Linked DNA regions of Mus musculus: region 1 is linked to region 2. The links are chromatin contacts, called in public promoter capture Hi-C maps. All regions are on one chromosome and are shown on one strand. The core of a region is the stretch at or near the end of the contact, and the rest is flanking DNA. Distances in the headings are between cores, read along the strand shown.

Region 1 (7,511 bases), core at 1,571-4,070, 160 kb after region 2:
GTTGTAAAAGCAAAAGTGAGGCCAGAGACTGGGATGAGACATGACAGGAGCAGACAGCAGGAGAGTCAGACAAGTAGAGAGCCCAGTGCAGGACGAAGCTCCAGGCACCAGAGCAAGCGCTAAGAATAAAATAAAGCCACAGTGGCACATGGCGTCATCCCAGCACTCAGGAAGCAAAAGCAGGCGGTTCTCTGAGTTCAAGGCCACCCTGGAACTTCACAGTGAGTTCTAAGCCAGAAAGAGCCAGTCTCACAAAAACAAAAACAGAATGCTACCATCTACAACAAAACCATAAAAGCACGGTTCTCAAAGATCTAATTCAATGAGTATGGTTACACTTTACATTTTAGCCTGAAATAAATACTATCTCATGCTATTGAAAGCTTGCAATCAGAAAACCGGAAGAACAGATTTCCATACTCTCACTGAAGAGTATTCCTTAGGGCAGTGGTTCTCAGCCTGTGGGCTGCAACTGCTTTGGGAGTCAAAGGACCTTCACACAGGGTTGCATATCAGATCTCTTATACAACAGATACGTAACAGTAGCAAAATTACAGTTATGAAGCAGCAAAGTATGCTATGGTTGGGGGGGAAGGGTTGTCACCACAACATGAGGAACTGTATTAAAGGGTCACAGCGTTAGGAAGGTTGAGAGCCACTGCCTGTAGGCCTTCGGCAGCTTCACCCCCATGCTGCCTATCACACCAGGGACTTACAAGCTGAACACAAAGCATTCCACTACATACCGTTTCTGCTGCTGCAGAGCAGTGTGGCCGGCTGACTCTTGCTTTGCCAAAGCTCCCTGAAGTGTGGACATGACCCGCCCGTGCCGTAAGGGCTGTATGTTTTCTTTACTCAGCTCCCACTCTGCTCCCTCCAGGCACATGGCTTCACTGGGAAGAAGGAAACAGAAATGAAGCCCACGCCAACAGTGTTACAGCACAGTACTGTGATGACATCTTCAGAGAGGGGATTTCTGGCTCTTTGGGGTTGGACGCAGCTGGTTCGCCAGGAGCATCATCATTCTCTTCAGCTTCAGAGCCTATCCCACGCTCTACAAGTAAATGCTCAACACAAGAGAGAACATGGCAAGGGTGTTGGTGACAGTATTGTACAAATAAAGTTAAAGCTAGGAAAAATAATTTTTAAAAGCATCTTAAGTTTAGCGAAGTTAACTTAAATTTAGAAAAAAACAAAAAACAGAAAACTAGCAGCTTTATGTCTGACATGGGTTCCCACTGACAATGAGACACCAGTAGCAGCATCCACTCCTGTTTCTAAATACGTACATGATTAGCTCTTTTTTAAAAAAAAAATGTATTTATAAAACAAAACATAACTAAACAAAACAAGCCGGGTGATGGTAGCACACGCCTTTAATCCCAGCACTCAGGAGGCAGAGGCAGGCGGATTTCTGAGTTCGAGGTTAGCCTGGTCTACATAGTGAGTTCCAGGACAGCCGGGGCTATAAGGGGAAACCCTGTCTCGAAAAAAACAAAAAACAAAACAAAACAAAAATGTATTTATTCTCACCCCCCCCCCCCGCCGTGTGTGTGTGTGTGTGTGTGTGTGTGTGTGTGTGTAAGTCAGGCCACAACCTTAGAGTTGTTTCTCTCCTTCCACCATGGGGTTTCGGGGGTGGGGGAGGGGTGACCAAACAGGTCCTCAGTCTTGGTTAGCAATTATCTCTATCCACAGAGCCATCTCACCTGTCCGTGACTAGTTCCTTCTAGTTCAGACCCAAGTGCCATCTCATCAGGGAGGCCTCTGTTCAAATCTCCCTCTGCCCCGACTCCCCCACCCCCAAGCCTCATTGCTGGGTAATGAACTAAGGCCTTATGTACCTTGAACAAGTGCCCTTCCTGAGTTACATGTCCAAACCCTTCTGAAACCACACTAGTTCTACCTCCAATGCCGTCTTCTCTTGCTTTACACTTGTTAATACTGATTCTATCTGATGTTAAACATGTCTTATTGCCCATCCGCGACACACACCCCGATTCATTCCTCCCCAGAACTTAAGCTTCACAAAGGTTGGGATTTTGTGTCTTTTACTGTTCGCCTTCAGTGCTCAAAATGGTAGTCGATAAATTCTCTTCCATGAATGACAGCTTATGACAGCAATTACCCAGTTATTATAAGTTCCATAATTGAAATGCATCTTAAATTCTAACCTAGAAAAACCCTCTATATTTTATGATGAGGAAAAGCTGCAAGTGCTCTGCTCTTCAGATCCCTAAGCTGCTAGCAAAGTGAGAACACTTATTAGTTGAAAGCAGGTACTTTACAAACATCTTGAATCCTCCCAGAACTCCATAAAGCAGCATTAATATCTGCGTGCCCCCACCCCTCCGTAAACATGTTCAAGGTCAAATAAAAACGGCTGAGGTGAGTTTCAGAACCAGATCATATGGCAAATTCCAAACTCTCCCAGTCTTGCCCCCTGGCTGGATGCAGGGCTCCACGCCGTTGGGAAGGGGGTTTGGGGAGACCTGCTCTTGGCCGACCTCCTCGATCCTCCCCTCGCCAGCCGAGCACCCAGCGGCAGCAATTTGCGTCCGGTCCTTACCTCGCCTCCGCCATCCTGCATTCCCAATACTTGCTCTCGCCCTTCCGCAGACCTTTATCCTCCGAGTGCTAACTGAGTCTCCCTCAACCTTCAGCTGGCTCTGGAGCTGCGAAGATCGTCACCCCGTGCTCCTAAACAAAACCACGCACCCGATTCCTTCTCAGAATAGCCTCCTCACGCCCCCATCACGCACGGGCCGCCAAGTTTCAAATTTAACGTCTCTTGACGCAGACGTAGCCTCGCCGCTCCCCGCTCCCGCTCCTCCCAAAGCATTCTGGGGATTGTAGTGTATCCCGGGTTTAAGCACGCGCTGCGCAATGCACAATGGGAGTTGTAGTTTCAGGTTTGAGGTGCAAGGACCAATGGTTGTCCTAGCACTGCAGCGTGCTCAGGCACTTCGAGTTTGCTCTGTGTTTCCTTTCTAAGACAAGCCTTCGAACCCAGGGAGAGACACTTTATTAACAAGAGGTTCTTTGATGGTTTCAGTTTCATAACGTGTCTTTGAGTACATTACTCTTCTGGGTTGCTCCGAACAATTAACTGTGCTACGCCTAGGTCTTGTCTGAGCCCCAGGTCTTAACACCTGTCCAGGGATCCTTAGGCCACTCTCACCCAGCTGTTTCCTGTGGAAAGACTGTGTTCTCGTTTTTCTCTTTTACACAAGACCTGGTTTAGCACTGCACTTCCTTTCCCCAGCAAGCCCTTTGACCTCTACAACTTCTCAACTTTGACCAACTTCCTTTAAATTCTCTTGGAAGTGTACCATTTGTTCTCTCATGCAGCCTACCAGATGTCCTGTAAACTACGATCTAACACAGAATACAAACAGGGTAAGCGCTTTGCCTGTCTCACTGGAGCTAAAGGCTTGGTAATGCAGGCCTATAGTTCAGCTACTCTGGAGACTGAGATGTGAGGACCAAGACTTCAAGACCATCCAGGGCAACTTTACTTCACAATAAAAAGTTTGCTTTTGTTTTTTGTTTGTTTTTGTTTTTCAAAACAAGGGTTCTCTGTGTAGCCTTGGCTATCCTGGAACTCGCTCTGTAGATCAGGCTATAAAAATAACTTTTATTCTCCTGTTGTGATTGTTGTCTGAGGGGCTTACTGCCTCCATCTGCTGACCTAGATCCACTCCTAGAAAATTCTAGCCTCCATAAGATCTAATCTAGGTCAGCCTCTCAATTTTGTTGAATAAGCTCACCCTTTCTTGTTCTTTCTGAAGTCTACCTGGCTGGTTCAACTCAGCTGTTCTGGCTCAAACTCCTCTCCCAGCTGACTGACTCAATCTGGCTTCTCTCCCAGCCCCTGAATTGCTCTGCTTGGCCTCAAACTCACTCTAGCAGTCTTTTCTATTTCCTAATCTTCTGGCTCTTTCTCAATCTCTTGCTCATTCTGTCTTTACCTGTGTCCAGCTTGTTCTCTTTTCAACCTGCCTCCCTCTCCCTCCCGTGCTGCTCTACTCTCCCTCGCAACAATACTGCACTGCTCTCCAGGACTGCTGTATCCTGTACTACACTCTCTTCCTTACTGCACTGCCTCTCCCTTAAGACTCAATCTTCCCTCCCTCTCTCGTCTCCTTAGAGGTGTACATAGCCCATTCTGTCAAATTTTTCTCCGTTTGTTGGGGCGGGGGTATACAAACAAACAAGGAATGTCAGGGCGTCGATACCCAGACCAGAAACAGATAAATTAGTCATTTGAGCATATAACTTCCAACTAGGCTCTGGAGTAGAGAGGGGAGCCATGGGAATTTCTCTACAGAAGACAGTGAACCTGAGGGAAAGGACGAGTTGGCACAATCTACCCATCAGAACAAATCAAGTTCTGAAGCAACTGAGGTGTGTGTCTGTGGTAGATTCCCACCTCTCTATTTCCACCATTATCCAGTGAGTTTCCTCACCCAGCTCCCTACTCTTGGACCTCTATGCTGCCCCATCAAAAAGTGCCAGATTATACTCCACTTTCTCCTAACCATCATATAGAAAACAGGGCTAAATAGTGATGAGATGCTCCTGACAGGGTTTTAAGTTACCAATACGTGTTATAGGAGACTAGAGATTTAGTGTTTGGTTGTTTCTGAAATGCTGGGTTATGTGGAACAGCTCCCCTCAGGACTTCTTCATCTATCAGATTGCACCTTGAATCTTTAAGGGTGTGCATCAGTATTCCTGATGCACAAGTAGGAAATGTCACAACTCAATAGCTTAAAATGATGCAAACTCATTGTGTTCTGGTCTATGGATGAGAAGTTTGGCACGGGTTCTCTGGGTTGACTGAGGCTTGGGGAATTCTGCCTTGTTTTCTAGAGCTGCTGTGGGAGAGTGTGTTTCTCCTTCGACAGTTTTCTAGAGGCTTCACTGTCACCCCTGGCTCATGCTTCCCTTTTTATCCTCAGAGCTCGGGATCTAGCATCTCTTCATCCAGGCTTCCAGCATTACTTGCCTTTCTCTGATCATAGTCAGGAAATTAAAGGCTCATTACCTCAGATGGGGCCCACCTGGAGAATTCAGCATAAACTTTTACCCCTCAATGTAATCGTATCTTTTATTTGCCTGGAGTAATTGTCTCCGAGGCTTACTGCTTCCGTCTGCTAGTCTTACTACTAGGCCCGATCCTGGAAGCTTTAACCTCCATATACTCTAATCTAGGCCTAGAAAGTTTTCAAGCTCTGACAATTAATGATGAATAAGTTCATCTTTTCTAGCTCTTCCTAAACTCTGGCTGGCTGGTCAACTCAACTGTTCTGGCTTAAAACTCTTCTCCAAGCTGACTGATTCAATTTTGCTTCTCTCTTGGTCTCTTCCTGAATTGCTCTGCTTGGCTTCATACTGCCTGTAGTAATGTATACTAATGTTCTGGCTCCTTCCCATTCTCCGGCTTGTTCTCTTTCTGCAACCTGACTCCCTATAACTGTCGTGGTAAACTCCCTCCTTCTTTCCTCCTTCCTCTCGGTGCTACTCTCTCTTAAGTGGCTTCCCTTTCCTCTCTTCATGAGAGTTGGGCATATTCTATTCTGCCAAATCTTCCTCTGATTCGTCACTTTGTCTGCCACTCAATTAGATGTCACTTTCAATCAAAGATGCTTCTTGCTTCTTTCTTTCTTTCTCTCTTCCTTTCTCTCTTCCTTTCTTTCTTTCTTTCTTTCTTTCTTTCTTTCTTTCTTTCTTTCTCTCTCTCTTCCTTCCTTCCTTTCTTTCTTCCTTTCTTCCTTTCTTTCTTTCTTTCTTTCTTTCTTTCTTTCTTTCTTTCTTTCTTTCTTTCTTTCTTTTCCATATTAAACTTGTAGTTTTATTCAGGTTTGATTTTTAACAAATGTGTCAAGGAGAGAGCCTACAGGAAAGGGTAAAGCCCATGGGGCAAGGCCTTCCCAGATGCCTGAGGAGGAATCCTGTCCCCACCGCTTCTCACTGCCCCTAAAGGGGTTTGGGAAGAGACACAGGCAGGGAAGAGGGCTGGTCCCCAGTCTGTACCGTGGTGCTGGGGATGAAGGACTATGGAGAACAGAGGACCAGACTGGGGAGGAGTGGGCTAAAGGGCCCAAGACCATTTGCCAGAATCCAGCTTTCTGATTCCAAATTGAATTAAAAAGAAAAAAAAAAGGAGAGGGAAACCTAAACCACATGCAGTACCCAAATCCCTCTCCCCCATCAGGGCTGCGAGAGAAGAGGCAGGGAGTTTCACTAAGGCTGTGGCTCCCTCAGTTGTGGCCAAGGGAGCTAGGTGAAGGGCAGGGTCTTCCTGACAGTTTGAAGGGGTGAGGAAAACCAAAATAAAATGTCAAATAAACTGATTAGGAGTCCAGCCAAGGGCCCAGCCAGAGCAGAATCTGGCTGGGGGAGGGGCCTCTGGAGGCTCATGGATCACTGTTGCCACCACCGCCACCCTGGAAGCCAGTTATTTTGCCATGGCCTTGACTGCAACAGCTGCCTCCTCTGTCATGGCAAACAGCACTGTGATCCGGATCTCTTCTCCACAGTCATACTTCTGCTCAATCTCCTTGCCAAGGTCTCCCTCAGGCAGAAGAAGGTCCTCTCGTACCTACTCGCTGTTCTGGAGCAGGGATAGGTACCCATCCCAGATGCCAATCAGCTGGAAGTCATTCCTTTTTATGTTGGGGACATCCATAATAGAGTCGACAGGCAGATATCTTCATATTTCTTCCCAGTAAAAATGTCAATGCCAACCAGCTGGACCTTGGCATGGCTATGCTTCCCAGTCTTCGAAGTAGACATCTCAACAATCCTACATGGATGGCCTTTGAGCACCCAAAAACATTCTCACCTGAAAGATGCTGAGCACTGCATTGGGAAGGTGGCTGAGGCCCCCGCGTGTCCCGTCTTGAAGTCCAAACCATCTGCTATTTTAAGAGGCTTCGATTCCAAATCTGGCTGGACATCTCACTTCACATGGCCGCTTGGCTGCCTCTCCAGTGTGGCAGCCTCGCAGCTCGCCCAGGGACGCTTCTTTCTACAAACTAGCTTTACTTTCATTGTTTGGGATTAAAGATGTATACTAAGGGCATGTCTTTATTCCAGCCAGAGGGGTTAAGTGTAGGTGCTAGGGGCTAACCCACACCACAACTAGAAAAAGGCTTTTCAGTAAATAACATAATCTCAGGGTTCACAGTGTGATCAAATATCCTGCAACACCCCAATTCTAAACCCTAATCATATCTGCCAGCTCCCTTTGGCAATATAAGCTGACATAGTCACAGGAGTCATTTGAAGAGTCATTATTCTACCAACCTCATGATGAAAATTACATTGGTATTTGTGGTGGTTCGAATACGTTTGGCATCTTCAAATTCTTGTGTTTGAATGCTTGGCCATGGGGAGTGGCACTGTTAGGAGGTGTGGTCTTATTGGAGGAAGTGTGTCACTGTGTAGGTGGGTCTTGAGGTCTCCCATGCTCAGGCTCCATGCAGTGTGGAAGATGGTCTCCT
Region 2 (6,800 bases), core at 3,416-5,915:
ACTTCAGCCTTGCTCATGGGCTTCTGTCCTTGTCACCCTTCAAAACTGTACCAGGCCCCTCTATTTTGACTGGGCGTGGCGTCACCCACACCCCAGCCTGAGGTGGTAAGCTTCCTGGTAGTTAGAGCCTGTGTAGTTTCTGCCCCAGGGCCTCTGCCCCTTTCTCCAGACCTACGTGAGGAATGTACTAGGGAGACACAGGCTAGCTCTTTCTGCTCCCAAGAGGACTTCTGGCCTGAGACTTGGAGACTGTCCTGGCTCTGTGTCTCCCTGAAGATTTCCCCTGCTCTCTCTTTCCCCAGATCCCACAGGGCCCTTCCAGGCCCCAGCATCACTCTCTGGTGTCTGGACACTGCCCAGTTCCCTCAACCGGCCCATCTGAGACTTTCTACTTTCTACTTCCTTGCCTGTCACAGAGCCTTATCAGCCCTGCCTTGGGATCTTCAATGAAGCTCCTTGACTTTGTCACTGCTGAGGCTGCCCTCTAGTGACCTCCCCAGTCTGGCTGTTACTTTCCTAACCGGACATCCTTTTGCTTGTAAAGGCCACCATCCTTACTTATTTCCAGCACAGACAGAGGCTGGTGGATCTCTGAGTTCCAGGGCAGCCTGGTCTACAGAGTGAGTTCCAGGAAAGTCAGGGAAAGCCTGTTTCAACACACACAGACACACACACACACACACACACGCACACGCACACGGCAGTGGGGGTGGGCCACCATTGTTTTTCTGCCTCTTCCTGTATGAGTCTTGCTTATGTGGTTAGGTGAAGCCCACAGTTGATGCTCTGCCAATGGCGTGTGATGGGCAGGTCCAGATGCAGGCAAAATTCAGCCTCTACCAAGGGTGGCAGTTGGTGGGGGATGGAATACAGGGTTCTGGGAGAACTCTGTGAGTCTCTGTCTCCACCATGAGGAACAGAGGCCAAACCCAAGGAGTCTTGGGGACAGGGGGTCAGTCCCACACTGGGGTTCATCTCCCACTGCTAAGACTGGGGCTGCAGGTTGGGTGTAACTTCAGAATGGGCCTTGCAGCCTGGGAGGTTAGGGATGGAGTGAGGTCCCAGGCGGCAACACCCAGTCTGAAGACAGGCAGGTCACCTGCTCCCTTCAGAAGCTACCCTGCTGTGGCATGCATGCTTTTGGTAAGGTGGGGCCTAGACTTGGAACCTGCTCAGGACTGGTCTCTCCAGCCCGACTTCATGTACTTTGAGGTCTCCGTTCCAGGCCTAGGAATTAGGACACTTCATGAGACAGGAATGTCCACTGTAGGAGCGGGTGGTGTTGAGGCCAAGCAGAAAAGAATGTCCTTTGAGCTGCCTTCTCCAACCTATCCTTGTCTATCTTCTTCAACATTTCCCCACAAGTGACCTCTAAGGATTCAGCCCCAACAAAGAGCCATTCCTAAGCACTGGGGTGGGAGCAGCCTTCTGGGATCTGCAGGCAGGCAAAGGACAGGATCTGTTCCCAGAAGCACCTAGTGCTGGGGTCGAGAGAATGGCCTGGGGCCTGGAAAGGGAGCAGCCACAGGGGGACTGTCTGGAACCAGTGCTGCAGGAGCCTGGCTTTGATACGTTGGGTGGAAGACAGGAAAAGAGACCCAGAGAAGATACTAAAGGGGCACCTCAGGTCATCCCTCGTCCACACACTAGATGACTGTGACATACTCAGACCCCAGAACTGAGGGAGGCAGGCAGCCTTAGGCACTCCTTCAACTGAGGAGATGACCACCGCGCAGTTGCCTGAGGCAGGAGGAAAACGGCCTGAACCTTGCTCTGGCTACATACTATTCCAAATATGGATGTTGCTAGGTATTTGAATGTTATCATCATATGACTCACTGAGGGATAGCCACCTGGTGTTATAAAGACATAAGAGCCATTGCCTGTAAGGAGGAAGGAGACTGGAATCCACCATCCCATCTCCCTCTGCCTAGACGGAGCCTGAGGAGTAGGCCAAGGGCCAAACACTATACTCAGTCAACCAGTCTCCCACAGGAGCGGGGGTGGGGGAGAGCAGTGGGGATGTCCACACTGACAGAAATGGGGTAGAGGGTCTGAGCAGCGCTACCTCTATGGACTTAAGCCTTTCCTCCTGGGCAGATGTCCCCTAGAGAGAAGCTTGGACTTCCAGCAATCCTGTTCTTGAAGTTGGCTCCAACTGTATCTTTCCAGATGCTACCAATAAAGTCCATCTGACGTAGGCCCTAAAGGTGTGGTGGCCACCCGAGTTGGCAGGTGACCTGGGAAGGTGCAGGGAGTCACCTGGGGAGAGCAGTGATCCAAGACCAGGCTAGGTCATCCTGCCCAACCCTAGTAGGAGAAAGAGAGAGCATAGAGAGACATCGCAAGCAAACTTGTTTTGGTGGAGTAGCTGTAATAAGAGGCCTAGGGACAGCAAGGCCAGCACCCTGGCTTTTTGTATCGTCTGCAGTACAAACAGGTAAGGTAGCCTGCATGAGAGACAACACCTGTCAGGCTCATCAATAAAATAAAGCTTTTACCTCTGTGTAGTCTGACTGTTCTGATGGAGTTGGAAGGTGGGATTGAGCTAGACTTGGGAGATGATAGTGAGAAAGGGGGCTGAAGGAAACCCCACCCCCACTCCAATTGCCAGCCAAGCTTTTGGAATGCTTCTGCCCCCTAGTGGTGACTTGGAGAAAAAGACACCTGGTTTGGGAAATATCGAACTGGAAATTCTCAAGCCCCGCCCCCTCCCACAGCCCGGCATTTCCCCTCTTCCAGGGATCCGTCGAGACACACCTGCCTTCTTCAGCTTGTGTCCATCTATCTGAGTGGTCAGAAAGGCAGTTACAGCCTGTGCACAGGTACCCACAGTGACACAGTGTAGTGCTGGCTAATTCCATACTCATCCTGCAGGCAATGAGGCTTTACGGCATGGGGGCACTGGGCCAGGCAATGGGGGAAGCTCAGAGCACTTAGTATAGCAATCTGCCTCTGTCCGGTGGGAGAGCAGACTGGTAAACCGTGTTTTTGTGGGGTCTGCTCAAGGGCGTGAGAAGCTGTGAGTGACACTTGGAAACACGTGGCCGGCAGCTGGAGCTTCAGTCTTGTCTTTGGAGCTGTTCAGGGTACATGGTACTTCAGCCTGGTGGCTGGGAAACTTTTGTGTCTACATTCAGGATATCTTCCTGAAGCTCTTACAGGGGGCTGGGTCATCCTATCTGCAGGGTTGCCAGATGTCTACCTGTGCCTCCTGACCCCTCTGCTCTGACACTGGCTGGCAGTGGAAGCTGAGAAGGACAAAAACCTGGCCTCGTCTCTGTAGTCTGTTTACATCCCTCCTTTCTAAACCTGATCAAGGACTAAAATTACAAAGAGTGGGGGCTGCATTAGGTCTCTCTCCCTCTCGGACTGCGATCTGTGTAGCAGGGGCGGTTACAGTGGGAAGCTTGGGACTTCTGGAGGTTTCTGGGATAAGGCTGACCTCAGCAGTATTTGTGAGGCAGGGTGCAGAGAAGGTGGAGGAAGTGTGTGCTTGTACGTGTGTGTGTGTGTGTGTGTGTGTGTGTGTGTGTGTGTGTGTGTGTGTATGTGTGTGTAGACAAAAGCGGAGAGGGAGACAGAGAGAGAGAGAGATCTAGGAGCTCGGGTGCGTCACTGTTGCTGGGAAAGTAGACAAGAGTCTGACTCAGTGGGAACATCCGGCAGGAAGGGAGGAGGGTACACAGTGGCATTTGCAAGCAGGATGGGAACTCAGGAGCTGCAGAGATGGGGGTGTGGGGCCAGGGGCGAGAGCCTGGACAGCAAAGGGCCTTAGCATGGTGGCTAGAGACCGGGGTGGGGGTAGATTATGGTGAGGGGAAATATCTGAGGCCTGGTCAGTCAGGGACATAGGGGATGCCAGAGTTTGTGACACTCATGTCAAGGCCTGGAAGTCAGGACCACATAAGAACTGAAGCTGACCTAGGCACCCCTGGGCAGAGACTGGCCTCGGCTGTGTGAAGATACTTACTTGGGGAAGGAGTCTGTGTCCTTTCTTGGGATCTGAGAGTCTGCAAATGTTATCCTGGGAGTGTCAGGATGAAAGGGCTCTGTGAGAGGATCCCAAGGGAAGAGGGCTGCTAACTGTTCCCAGCTTCTGCTGGGTTAAGGACCCCATAGAAAGGCTCCTTTTAGCATGGTAGGGGTCTGGAGACCCAGAGAGTTAGGCCTCCAGGAGTGGCCATGCTTGGAGTACAGAGAAAAGCACATTCCAGCTCAGAAACCAAATGGGGGAGAGTGGCATTTTGGGTCTGTGGTGGTGTGAGATGGCCTTGGGGAGGAGGTTTCTCACTCTTATCTAACGACTTAAATGCGCTGACTGGACAGCCAGCAGGAAAGCAGAGAAACGCCCCGAGGGAGGGCCGTCAGCCATCGTGTGGAACCTGCATCTCTTGCCTTTTTCTCCTAGTGGGAGGGATGAAGACCCAGCTATCCCATTTGTGGGCACACACAGGCGGGCGGGTCTTACTGGGGCTCAGGATCACAGGTGAAAGTGGGCCCTTCGTGCCTAGATCTCCTGTGCGAGGACACTGAGGCAGGGCAGGGATATGTGCTAGACAAGACCAGCCGGCTGCTGGTGCCCCGGTCCTCGCCCTCTGCGAGTGGAAGGGTGGGGGTGGCGGCTAGGCGTTCCTGGCTGGGAGCCCAGAGCGCTCTTTTGTAATCACAACATGATCTCTTGTGCTGAGCAGCGAAGCAGAAGCCGGCAGGGAGAGGCCGACAGGGCCGGCTCTGGTGGCTCCAGCTTCCCTCCAGCTCTGGCTCCCGGGAGCTGTTTTGAAATTCTCTCAGCGCCTGGTATTTCCATGCATTTGGCCGTGAGTGGCACCTCCTCTTTGGCAGGGGGGCTTCTAGAGGATGGGAGGGAGCTAAGCTACGAAGCAGCCACATTCTGGGGACAGCTGGTGGCAGCTGGGCCTGGGAGAAAGAGAGCCACGAGGAGGCAGGTGGTGGGCCGGGCAAGGCGCTGAGCAAAACATAGACCCCACAGCCAGACAGAGAAGAACCGCAGATCTTGATGCAGAGGCATGGCTCGGCCCAGAGTTGCTCCCAGCTGGGCCTGCTGTTCTCCTGCCCCATCAGTCAGCAGCTCAGACCTGGAGGGCTCGCGGAGCCCGTGGGAGCTGCTCTCTCCTTCGGACTGGGCACAGGCTTAGGGAGTGGGGTCCGGTGCCTGGGAGGCCAGAACCAAGCTAAAGCCTGTCTCTGTGTGTGTGGTTCTAGATTTGGGAGGCAAAGTGTCCCCCCTCGACCTCCTGAATCCCCTGGCAGCTTCCCAGTCACGGCAGGTTCGGCTGCCAGAGCCATTTTTAACTCTCATTCCAGACTGTGCTCACAGCAGAACCCCCTGGGGAGCCAGGGGGAGGGGCAGCCTGCTGCTGGGAGCCGAGGCCCTGGGTATGAAACCCTGACCTGAGCCCTCAGTAGGCAAACTGGCAGACAGGCCTCACTGGGGTGGGGTTTGGCCCTCTGTAGACCATCTTCCTAAGAAACCTCTTTCACCCTGGGTGCTGTAGCTTGGGGCTAAAATCCGTTCCTTGTATTGGGTTCCATGCCTTCTACAGGGGCCCCACAAAGCCGAGTCCACAATGCGCCGGCATGAGGAAAAAGATGCCGAGCTGGACCGTAGGATAGTTGCCTTGCGCAAGAAGAACCAGGCCTTACTACGAAGGTACCAGGTGAGTGTGTTGTGTCGGCTGAGAGGACTCCTGTGGCTGGGGTCCCTGGCTACCTTCAAAAGGCTGTTTACACAGTGGGTTCTCTCTGAGGGCCTTAGCCCATGCCCCCATCAAAGTCTTGGGCACTGGTGATGTGGTGCCTCTGCCCCCTGGTGTCCCATTGGTGTTTTTCTGTGTAGGCCTGTCAGTGTCTGTGTGTCTGTGAGCCTGGGGGGCCATGGCCTTGCTGACTTCAGGCCCTCCCACAGGAGATCGAGGAAGATCGTCGGCAGGCGGAGCAGGGGGGCATGGCTGTGACCACTCCAGGGCTCCTCCAACCCGACAGCCTCACGGTCACCATCAGCCAGGTTCCCGGTGTAAGTCTCACCTTGGAGACAGGCAGGGTTGAGGCCTGGACCATGCCTGGGGTGTTAACACTATCCCATTTCTCCTAATTGCCTTTCTGGGTGTCTCCCAGCAACAACAGACCTCCCAAGCTATTGCCATCTTCTCCAAAGGGCCACAGATGAAAGGCTACCAAACAGAAACCTTTGAACAGACTTTCCCAGTCCTACAGCTCTGCATGTAAACCCTATGTGCAGAGCACAGCCTTCTCCTTACCCCAGACCCTGAGGCCGAAACCCTGCAGGAAGCAGAGGAGGGAGAAGTCTGGGCTGTAAGCAAAAGAATCAGTGTCTTAGAGATAAGGCCATATTGTCTGCATACTCTGGATTTTTTTTTTTTTTTTTGATTCAGAGATGACAAGCCCTTGTGGCATCTTGGATCCCTCTGTTGGCTCTGAGCTCTGAATAACTAATGCCATTGGCATGTGAACTCCTGAAGGGCCAAGCTTTGCCACGGGCATTCCAGGGAGGCCTAGGGCTGGAACCCAAACCTAGGGAACCCCTCCCCCCAGCACCCAGCACCCAGGTTCTGCTCAGGATGACCCATGTGGCCTGAGGACACAGGCATCTCGCTCTGCAGGAGAAGAGGGTGGTCAGCAGAAACTGGGCCAGGGCGCCCCTTTCACCTGGAGTGACTACCACACTGACAGATGATGAAGATGCTGCAGACGCACCGGGTACTTTCAGCATGGGGCACCGGGTGGAACTTGCTGTCACCATGGAAAACAAAGCCAAG

The links. Promoter capture Hi-C pulls out the DNA fragments that hold promoters and counts their contacts.
Region 1: a promoter capture Hi-C map of pre-B cells shows a contact between it and region 2, with 4 times the contacts expected there. The contact joins the promoter of Bub1b here to the promoter of Ccdc9b in region 2. A contact is called at or near these places in 13 of 39 promoter capture datasets (the 3T3-L1 cell line, 3T3-L1-derived adipocytes, the HPC-7 cell line and 10 more), 2 of 115 datasets of contacts at active chromatin or transcription factors (the SCID.adh cell line and pancreatic cancer cells) and 3 of 9 other capture datasets (adipose tissue, liver and pancreatic islet).

The regions. Positions count from the first base shown.
Region 1 is chr2:118,593,520-118,601,030 of GRCm38.p6, reverse strand. It overlaps Bub1b (BUB1B, mitotic checkpoint serine/threonine kinase), which reads right to left and starts at 2,820. Exons shown (of 23, transcript NM_009773.3): 1 at 2,570-2,820; 2 at 747-893. The coding sequence starts at 2,583. It also overlaps the pseudogene Gm14016.
Region 2 is chr2:118,760,526-118,767,325 of GRCm38.p6, reverse strand. Ccdc9b (coiled-coil domain containing 9B) reads left to right here and starts at 4,665. Exons shown (of 11, transcript NM_001001982.2): 1 at 4,665-4,820; 2 at 5,568-5,681; 3 at 5,930-6,037; 4 at 6,645-6,800. The coding sequence starts at 4,674.